3 separate regions of the Mus musculus genome follow, and all the other regions are linked to region 1. A link is a contact called in public HiCAR-type and promoter capture Hi-C data. All regions are on one chromosome and are shown on one strand. The core of a region is the stretch at or near the end of the contact, and the rest is flanking DNA. Distances in the headings are between cores, read along the strand shown.

The links. Promoter capture Hi-C pulls out the DNA fragments that hold promoters and counts their contacts. HiCAR-type assays count read pairs that join an accessible place to other places.
Region 2: a contact with region 1 is called in a HiCAR-type map of astrocytes, with 4 times the contacts expected there. The contact joins the promoter of 1700030J22Rik here to the promoter of Meak7 in region 1. A contact is called at or near these places in 1 of 39 promoter capture datasets (embryonic stem cells) and 1 of 115 datasets of contacts at active chromatin or transcription factors (astrocytes).
Region 3: a promoter capture Hi-C map of pre-B cells shows a contact between it and region 1, with 3 times the contacts expected there. The contact joins the promoter of Trappc2l here to the promoter of Meak7 in region 1.

The regions. Positions count from the first base shown.
Region 1 is chr8:119,776,842-119,779,894 of GRCm38.p6, reverse strand. Meak7 (MTOR associated protein, eak-7 homolog) reads left to right here and starts at 1,479. Exons shown (of 8, transcript NM_028883.2): 1 at 1,479-1,535.
Region 2 is chr8:116,977,430-116,980,891 of GRCm38.p6, reverse strand. 1700030J22Rik (RIKEN cDNA 1700030J22 gene) reads left to right here and starts at 1,933. Exons shown (of 3, transcript NM_027103.3): 1 at 1,933-2,113.
Region 3 is chr8:122,609,871-122,613,143 of GRCm38.p6, reverse strand. It overlaps Trappc2l (trafficking protein particle complex 2-like), which reads right to left and starts at 1,518. Exons shown (of 5, transcript NM_021502.2): 1 at 1,451-1,518; 2 at 1-78. The coding sequence starts at 1,483. It overlaps Galns (galactosamine (N-acetyl)-6-sulfate sulfatase), which reads left to right and starts at 1,657. Exons shown (of 14, transcript NM_016722.4): 1 at 1,657-1,916. The coding sequence starts at 1,806.

The DNA of each region.
Region 1 (3,053 bases), core at 230-2,729:
TCCTACCCTCTCCCCTTAGTTTATACATGCCAGGTGGGAACTGAATGAAGGAGTAGGCACTAAGGGGAGGAAAGGAGCCTGACACATTTTCATATGTCACAGACTGGTGACCCATGATGCCCTGGAGGACTCAAAGGCTGTCCTGGCTGCCTCAGCCTCACTCCTCCATGATGGCCCTTGTAGCCCAACTTCAGCTCGAGGCTCTGCCCACTGACTGGTCGTTTTCCTAGGGGCTCATAGGAGGGTGGTGGTGGGGGATCAAGTCAATTCAAGGTGTCTTGGTGTTAAGATGGCCGTGGAATGTTGGGAACAAACGCTAGGTGGAGCTTGGCTGAGCGAAAGGCAGATGGCTTCTGGTGGACATGTGACTTCAATCCACTAGGGGGAGCTAGCTGCCCGTTTTCTTTTGCTGTCTCTCTTCTACTCGCCTTTTCAAAACTTCCACTCTCTGTATCCCAGGCTGGCCTGGAACTCACTGTGTAGACCAGGCTGGCCACAAACTTGCAGCAATGCCCCTGTCTAAGCCTCTTGAAGTGCTGAGATTACAGGTGTATGCCACTACACTCAGCCGGGCTGGTGTCACAATAATTAAATAATAATACTAATAATACTAATAATAATGTGTGGTGTTTTGCTTTATGTGCACCGTGTGTGCAATGTCTCTGGAGGCCAGAAGAGGGCGTCGGATCCCCTGGAACTGGAGTTACAAGCAGGCCTGAGCTGAAGTGTGGGTTCACCTGTGTCCTCTGTTAGAGCAGCAAGTGTTCTTAAGGACTCTGCCACCTCTCCGGCCTCTGGTGTCATTTTTCCAGCTACAATTTCAGACAGCAGCTTCTGTTACTTTGGGGGGTTGGGAGGAGTTCCTCTGTGCCACTCGGACGGTGGGGTTTGCAGGCAGCGACAGTGGGTTCGTCTCTGCTGAGAATTCTGGGACCTACCTCTGTTGTGTCTGTCTCCGACACCAGAAAAGGCCCGGTAGGGCTGATAGCAAGCTATCCCACTCCTGGGGACAAGACCGGCCGGCATCTGCTTCTGTGTGTCAAGTGCTCTATTGGCTAACGCAATGGACTTCAGGAGGTAAGGAGGTCAGATTTTCCACCCTAGTTCTGGGGGGCGAGTCCCAGCTCAGGCCTTCTGTTCACAGTGCCCCTGTTCCCAGCCTCCCACATTGCTCCCTTCTATCCGCTCCCTGCATTTAAACCCCCTGATCCGCTTCCAGCCCTTCAGCAGCTTCCTAGCACCTCCTAAAGCCCAAGTTCTCCTTCAGCCTTTGCAGAACCTGAGCAACTGTCAACCATCCCCAAGTGTTCCGCTGTTACAGGCTCAGTTCTTCGATCCCAGGCTCCGCCCACTCCCCGTGAACTACAATCCCATTGGTTAAGATCTGACTCGGGCTCCACCTCTCAGTAGCCCTTTTCCAATTGGTGCTCATGACCGTCCGTCAGCGCCGTTGCTAGGGAAAGGGCTGGGCGACCCGGGCAACCTTGCTGCCCAGGACGTACCGGAAGGAGCTCGGTCCCTGTAGACCAAGGCTGGTGAGCCGGAGGGAGGGAGCCCGGGCGAGGCTGGGCATAGCTCAAGGAAGGAAGGAAGACCTTCGGGGTGGCCTGAGCAGCCCCCAAGGAAGCTACTGTCTCAGGCTACTGTCAGAGAAGCAGAGAGTGCCTGGGATGGGGTGAAGCTGGGCTCTGAAGGGATCCGTGGGCCTGCCTTGTTTTCCGAGACGAACCCAATAGAGTTCCTTCAGAGGCAAGCTCAAAACCAATTTAGGGGGAGGCGAGGAAGGTGCCCTGGCCTGCACTCCTGAGGGGGGCTGGGACAGATGGAGGGCTGCCAGCTGCAGACCCAGTAGGCTCCAGGACTTGGACATGGGCTTGGTGTGGCTGTTCTGATGGGGTGTTGACCCCAGGAACCAGACAGTGTGTCACGATCTCTTGGAGGCCCCATGGGAAATTGTCCGAGGCACACTCCAGCCTGCCACCAGGAGCTTGGGGCTGCAAAGAGCTGGCTCGCCACATTCTTCGTGACACAAGGAGCCCTTTTTATTCTCCAGGGTCCATCTGTGTTTGTCTTTGGTTTCTGGAAAGCAGAACCAGGTGGCGATGTTAAACGATTCACCCAAGCTTATTAAAGCACGGCAAGCTAAACTCCTTTTAAGACCATGGGTTAGTGACTTGGTGATGGGACTTCACTGTTGGGGAGAGGGCCCCCTCCCGAAATGGATCACCTGGTTGGGGGGAGGAGGAAGGACGTGTTTAGCTATTAGGGGCAGTAGAGTGTTGAGGATAGACTGTTGCGGAGACTGGAATGTTCAAGGAAGCTCACTGGTGGGTTCAGGAGACTTGGATCTGGTCGGGCAAAGGCTTCCCCTTGATTGTGCCCAGGTGGGAAAGCCCATTGTTATACAAAAACTGTCTGGAATGGCCACCTGTGTATGGATTGAGACTGTAGAGCTCATAGGCCCTGTGTGGAGAATGGTCAGGGCTGTGGGTGACCTTTAAAGGGTCTCTCCACATCCCCCCCACCCCCCCACCCCCGCTTTCTGATAAGAAAAATGGCTTTGATCCTTGGCAAGTGTCTCTTTTGGGTCACAAGGCTGATACTCACTGCTACAAGTGACCTTACAGTCACTGAAAGATGTCTTCACCTAAGAAAGGTGGACATAGTTGCCAGGGGAAAGCTACCCCATGGACCAAGGTGTCCCCATGGAGGACAGAACCTGCCCCTGACACATGCAAGACCTTTCTCCGGGAAGCTGACAGATTGCTGGCCCCATGACAGAGCTTGCAGCCTAAAGGGAGAGCATGGGCCCCCCCGAGAATCATTCTTGCTGCAGCTGTGTGGAGACAGGCGGCCTTCCAGCTGTAGCGGCTGGGCTGGTACAGGGTGAAGAGCCATATTCTCAAGGTCTCTCCCCAGTCCTCCCTGAGCTGTGGGCTCCAAACCTGCCCTTCCCCTCCCCCTGCCTTCCTCACAGAGCAGCCAAGCTCTGGCTCTGTCCTGGCATCTGGTCCTGTCCTGTACTGCCCCTGGCTTGTTTACCATTCAAGGCT
Region 2 (3,462 bases), core at 684-3,183, 2.8 Mb after region 1:
CTGGAGGGTAGAGAGTCAAGGACCACCTTGACTCCAGAGTTTCCTGCTTTCAACTTCCATGGGCTGGACTAAAGGCATGCACCACCACACCTGGCATACTTTCTTTCTTTGCCATTTTTTCTTTAGTCTTTGTCTATTTTCTTAACATCTTTGAATGTTTTCAAAGAATTAAAACCTCAGAAATATAGTAGGGGGAAGGGGGGGCTGGTGATGGAGAGATGGTTTAGTGGTCAAAAGCTCTGGCTGCCCTTCCAAAAGACCTGGGTTCAGTTCCCAGGATCTGCATGGATGTTTATGAATGCCTCTAACACCAGTTCCAAAGTATCCGATCCCGCTTTTAACCGCCATGGACACCAGGCATGGAAGTAGTGCACCGACACACATTCATCCAGAATGCCAATACACTTAAAAAATAATTAAAGTTAAAAAAAAAAATTGTTCACAAGGTATTAAATCGTAAAACTCCACAAAACAAAGCAACACTTTGGAGGCTGACTATGTTGGGTTTTAGTAGAACCACTAGAGGGCGCCCCACACAGTATCTGGTATGAAAAAGACCAGTGGTATGGAACTGCAGACTCTGCTGCAGCAGACTGGAAAATTTGACCTGCCCCCTTCCCCACCCCCACTTCTGAGCTTTTCTGTGGCTGTTGAAAAGACTTGTCTACCTTCGGTTGTAAAGATCATGGTTGAGTGGCCAGGTCTGGTGGCATGTGCTTGTAATTCCAGCATTCAGAGACAGAAGGAAGCTGTTGGAGGCCAGACTAGACGTCATAGTGAAAGCCTACCTCAAAACACCGAGGAACGGAGACACATCTTGGTGACAGACTCGCTGTCTAGCAGGCGAACCTAGAAAACAATGAAAGAGTGTGTCTTTATGACTGTCCAGTATGAACATGGTGTACATACATATACACAGGCAGAACACTCATACGCATAAATCCAAAAATACATAGAAAATTTTAGAAATATGTGTCATAGCCCATTAGATACGCTGGTATAGCAATATAATTACAATATCTATCATATATGCTTGTTAAAGTATTTCCCTCATATATATGGGGGAAATAACAAATATTCACAGTCTAGAAGAGGACTTTGTTCCAACTTCATGTGTCATATACATCACATCTTTAGAGGCCGTTAATGCTATAAATCTATGCTATCGATTGTATATATGCTATACTGTATATATATTATATAATGCTATAAGTGTAAAAAGTAGTAATTCTTAGCCATTTTTTCCAAAAGCCTTTGACTCAGCCTGCTTTTGGAGACTTGTTTTCTTAATACTTTTTAAACCAGAAAGCAAAGGGACCTTGGAACTAGACATGAGTTGGGCACCAAGGGCAGCATAGTGGAGAAGTGGGCGGCCCCCTCGCGAGAAACTGCTGCTTCTGCCCCACTAAAGTGGGCAGCACCAAAAAGAACAAAACCAGAAATCCTTCCTGTCAGCAGGTGTGGAAGCCCACGCCCTCGATCCCTTCAATGTTGATTTAGGACATCGAGGAAGGAGGGTTGCCATGAGTTCGAGACCGCACCAGGCTACAAAACAAGGAAGACTCGGTCTCAAAATTATGCAACTAGGAATGAGTCGTCCCGCGAAGTTCTGCTCTCGCTTTCAACACGGGATCCCAAGAAGGAAGGGACGATTCTGCCCAAAGGAAGAAGTGGCCAAATCTCCAGACACTGTTTGTGTGGCCTCTGAGGCATTCCTTCTAGAAGGCAAAAGGCTGTTGCAGCGCAACTTGGCCGCCCAACGTCGCCAGTGCCTGCGAAGCTCTCGAAGCGTCTGGCAACGCGGCACCTAGCAACCACGCACAGAGCGACGGGAATGCTCCTTAGCCCCGCCCTCAGAGGGGACTCCGCCCTTGAGCTGGTTTGTTGCGGGGTTACGTCACTTCCGGCATGCCTGCACCTAGGCCCGCCTCCGACGCGGCCGTAACCTAGGGCAACAGCCCGGCTCTTGGGGGCCGCGACTTGCCGCTCCGGACCTTCCTTACCTCGCGGCCCCGTAGGAGCGTCTGAGTGGCTGTGGCCACGTCCTCACCCCGGGGAACACTCCCTAGACACTTCACGGGCGGCAGAGCCGCGGAAGGAAGCAATCTTCAGGGTGGGTAAGCGAGACGAAGATGGGGTACGGTTCTGGGGTAGCCTGGACTGGGCGGGGCCTAGGGAGCCGCTTGGGCCTCAGGGAGGAGCCGTTTGATAGGCGTGGTCTGTGGGGGCGTGGTTGAGGTTTCAATGGAAGGAGCTTGATGCAGCCCTCTTGATCTTCTGAAGGAAGGGTAAACTCTCAGCTTGTAGCGTGTAGGGAGCCTCTTGGAGGGAGGGAAGGAACTTATGCGGCATGAAGGAGTGTGCAGGGACTATTAGTAAAAGGGAGAAACCAGGTGGGAAGGCGTGGGCGCGAGATTCCGTCTGCCGTGAGCCTTGGGAGCCCTCAGAAGGCCATCCTTTCAGGACCCAGCCCTTAGTGAATTCAGAGAGCCGGAAAAAAAGGGGCGGAATGAAACCCCGTCCAAAACAGAAATCTAGAACCTAGGCAAAAATGAAAAAGGGCACGAGTTGGAAATGGTTGACATAGAAATGGCACACGCCCTACCCTGCAAGTGGAATTATTGGCTGTTGTAAGTTGCTATGTGGGTGCCAGGAACGAACGTGGGTCTTTGGCAAGAGTAGCAAGTGCTCTTAACTGCTGAGCCATTTCTCCAGCCCTCAGTCACCTTATTTTTATTTATTTATTTATTTATTTTTTTTTTTTTGAGACATGTTCTCTCGCTGAACCCAGAGTTCACTGATTTGGCTAGCCTGGCTAGCTGGCAAGCTCTAGGAATCCTCCTGTCTCTGCTTCCTGGCGCTGGAATTAAAGGCTTTCATTCATTATAGCAATTGGCTTTTTGTGTGGGTACTGGGGCCCTTAACTCTGTTTTCTCTACCTGTGTGGCAAGCACTGTATGACGGAGCCATCTTCTTTCTCAAGCCCATTCGAGAAGAAATGCATGGGCTTGTAAGCCAGGAAGCCTAACCTGAAAATGGTAAGCTTCAGGCTCACTGAGAAACTGTCTCAAGGGACTAAGGCAGGTGAGGAAGAGAGCAGGGGTACCTGATGTGCACACCATGTGTGTAAAAACACGAGTTTAAGAAAATGGAAAAATATGGGCTGGAAAGATAGCTAAGGAGTTTAAGAGCACTGGCTGCTCTTGCAGAGGGCCCAGGTTCAATACCCAGAACCTACATGGTAGCTCATGACTAACTCGAGTTCAGAGGATCCAATGCTCTTCTCTGGTCTCCTAGCATGCAGGGCTCGCAGCCTGCGGTACACAGACATGCTGGCAAAACATCCATACATATAAAAAAAATTTTTAAATAAGGAAAGAAAGGTAGCAATACAGACCTCCTGCATTCTAACAGAACAGTAAATTGGTATATAATTTGTGAGAAATCACAAGCGAGCCATTT
Region 3 (3,273 bases), core at 269-2,768, 2.8 Mb before region 1:
ATCCAGAGACGTGTGCACCATGTAGTGGAACTTGAGCTCACTCTCTGTCGGAGTGCTTCGGATGTACAGAGGGTAATTCTGCAGGAAGAGATGGCAGCCCACCCAGTGAGTTCGGGCTCTAAGGGCAAAGTCAAAGCACTCGTGTGCTCTCAGCCTGACAATGACTCTCTACTGCTTAATGCACTGTGGCATGCTGCCTTCAGCGACATAACTGAACCTAAGGAAGACTGTCTGCAGAGAGTGGACTATAAAGATAAAACTGGGTGGTGTGGCACTTGCCTGACATGCACAGGGCACTAAGTCCAATTCCCAGTGCCAAAAAGAAAAGCAATATGGGACCAGAGATGTAACTCCGTAGTGGAGTGCTTGAGTCGCAGCATTAAGCCCTAGTTCTCTCACCTGTACCAGAAAGGAGGAGGAAGGGAGGGTGGAAGCAGTAGAGACAAATGCACAGGGGCAGGAAGTGAGCAGAAATGACTCCGGAATGCCAACCTGAGCACAGCCTAACAACATACCCTGACACTTCTCTTCCTAGGATCACCTCTGCCTCAACCACCAGCACACTCTGTAGTGTCATCCTAACAGCAGGGGCACTAGCTATTTCTTAACGTGCCACACTAGGGTAGTGGTCTGTTCTCAGTGCTTCGAGACATTGAATGAGTCTCCAAATCAGGACCCTTCAGCATAGATACTGGACTTCCTCCTCCTGAGTTTATCAAAGCAGCAGCTGCCTATGACATGAGTTTTGGTTTTGGTGGCCTCCTGGGGGTATAACTCCCTCTTTCATACTGACAGCTTCACAGCAGTCTAATCCCTAATGGCAGATCTCAGAAAAAGCCTAATAGGGATACAGGCTTCATGCAACAGGATATTGTGGCCCTCTGGAGCTGTCTTAGCATCCATAAACAGCTTTCCGGAAAGAAATGAATATATATGTTGGCCAGCAAGATGACAGTTGGGAATAGAGGGTACAAAGGGGAGAGGGATGCTGTCTAGAGGTTTGCAGGCCTTCACGGTGGAGTAGAAGGGTGCAAAAGACATGAAGGGGACTATCCTAAGGCAAAGAAAAGCACTTGGATTCTAGGCTGACTTGAGCCGCGCCAGGCTTATATTTAAATAGCGCCGGCTGGGCAGCCAGGGGACGGTCCGGAAGGCGGGGCAGAAAGACCGGACGCGGAAGGCAGCTGAGGCCGTGAAAAGAACGCGTAGAGCGACGGGTGGCAGGCTGCAGCGACCAGCTAAGCTTCCCGGGGGATCTCAAAACCCGGAGGCGGAGGCCTGCAAACTGGCGGCGGACGGCTGTCAGCTGTCAGCGAAAGCGAGCCGGAAGGATCCTGATCATAGGGCTTGGCTGAGGCTTGGAGCTCAGAGTTGAAAAGATCAAGACCATGGCTGGAAGGAGGCCCGCCGCCCGCCGCCCGCCGCCCGCCGCCCGCAGCCTCTCACGCACCTCCTTGGCGATCACCGCGATGCACACCGCCATATTGGCAGGCTGTGCGCCACATCATGTGACCCGATGTGGAGGCAGGCCCCGCCCATTCTCCTCCCACCGAGGCTCAGAGCCCGCCTCTCTCTACCATGGCTCCGCCCAGACTCTCAGGTCCGGCCTTGGTCCCGCCCCTTTCCCGTAAGGCCCAGCCCACTCCCTTGTCACTCAGACAGCCTAGGCCCCACCTCTCCCTCTTCTTTTCTCCGTGGCCCTGCCCCTCCTCTCATTCTGCCGCCAGGGCCCGCCCTACAGTCCAAAAGGAACCGCGGCAGGCTTGGGACTGGGTCTTGACTCCTCAGCGGGAGCTTGGTTTGCTATGGCGGCCTGTACCGCAGCCCAGCAGCTGCTGCTGGTACTGAGTGCCCTAGGACTCTTGGCCGCAGGTGCTCCGCAGCCCCCCAACATCGTGCTACTGCTCATGGACGATGTAAGTGGGGCCACGCGGCGGGGGGACACGGAAGACACAGGGCAGCCACACGGCGGATGAGCAGTGACCCGAGGGAGGCCCAGAGCCCGGTGTCACATCTTTCACTGTTTCCGCAGTGGGGGTAGGTGTTCAGGGAGGCCCTTTTCTTCCTACTTCCCCTCCCGAGAGCGGGCTGACATTCTCCTCCCCTCAACAGGTGGCCCTGCCTTGGTGCCCACCTCCAGCCTGACCTCTGGGGGAACTCTGACCACAAAGTCAGGCATAGAATGTCACCTGCGAGTGCAGCCTGTGGTCATTTATGAATTCTGCCCTGGGGCATATCTCCCTCAGTGTCCCTGTCTGAGAAATCTGTCGCCCTGAAGTGACATGAAAGCTTAGAAATCAGTCATGTAGAACACTAAGTCAGATGGAACTATCCAAACAGAACTAGATGGACTGTGCCTTCCTCGCAGTCTCAGCCTGCCAGCCCCACCTCCACCCCCACCCCCCCACCCCCAGACACACACTGTGGAGTGACATCTGTTGGCTATTGTTAGAATCAGAGTCACATCCAGTTCAGGATGATTTGAAACAAATCAGAGGCTAATACCGGCCGAGGCTAATTAATAGCCAAACCAGCCCTCTGCAGGGCCTTCAGACCTGTGCTGATCCACACTTACCTCCTCAAAAAGGGGAGAGGGATGCTGTCTAGCGATCTGTGGGCCCATCAGAATGGAGAGGTGCTATATATGTAAAATAAGTTGAATTTTAGAGACTTTTAAAAAAAGATTTATTTATTATTATAGATAAGTACACTGTCGCTGTCTTCAGACACACCAGAAGAGGGTGTCAGATCTCATTATGAGTGGATGTGAGCCACCATGTGGTTGTTGGGATTTGAACTCGTCAGTGCTCTTACCTTCTGAGCCATCTCGCCATTCCAATTTTAGAGACTTAATAGGAGAAAAAGAAAGTAAACATCCCACTTGATAAACATTAGCTTAGTAGTTTTTTATTACTAAGAAAAATACAGATCTAAAAAGTCCTGTACATAAGTCCCACCACCCAGAAGCCACTGCAGGAAACCCCTTCCAGCTTCCCGTTCTTTGTGGATGCTGACTGTTCACACAATGGATGTCTGGCTTCTCTGGCTCCTGTCCTGGTCACTAATAGCAGACTTTGCACAGTAATGAGCAGTACTGAAGATCTATATATAGAGAGAGATTTCATACATATATAGTGCCTTTCAGTATTAAGTCGTTTTAGGGCCAAATCGCACTGGCTCGGTTTGTTTGTTTCCACTGGTTTGATCCAGAAGTACTGACTACAGGCTCGTCTGTCAGTTTTCTGCTCTTTTCCAAATGACAGCCTGTGAGGA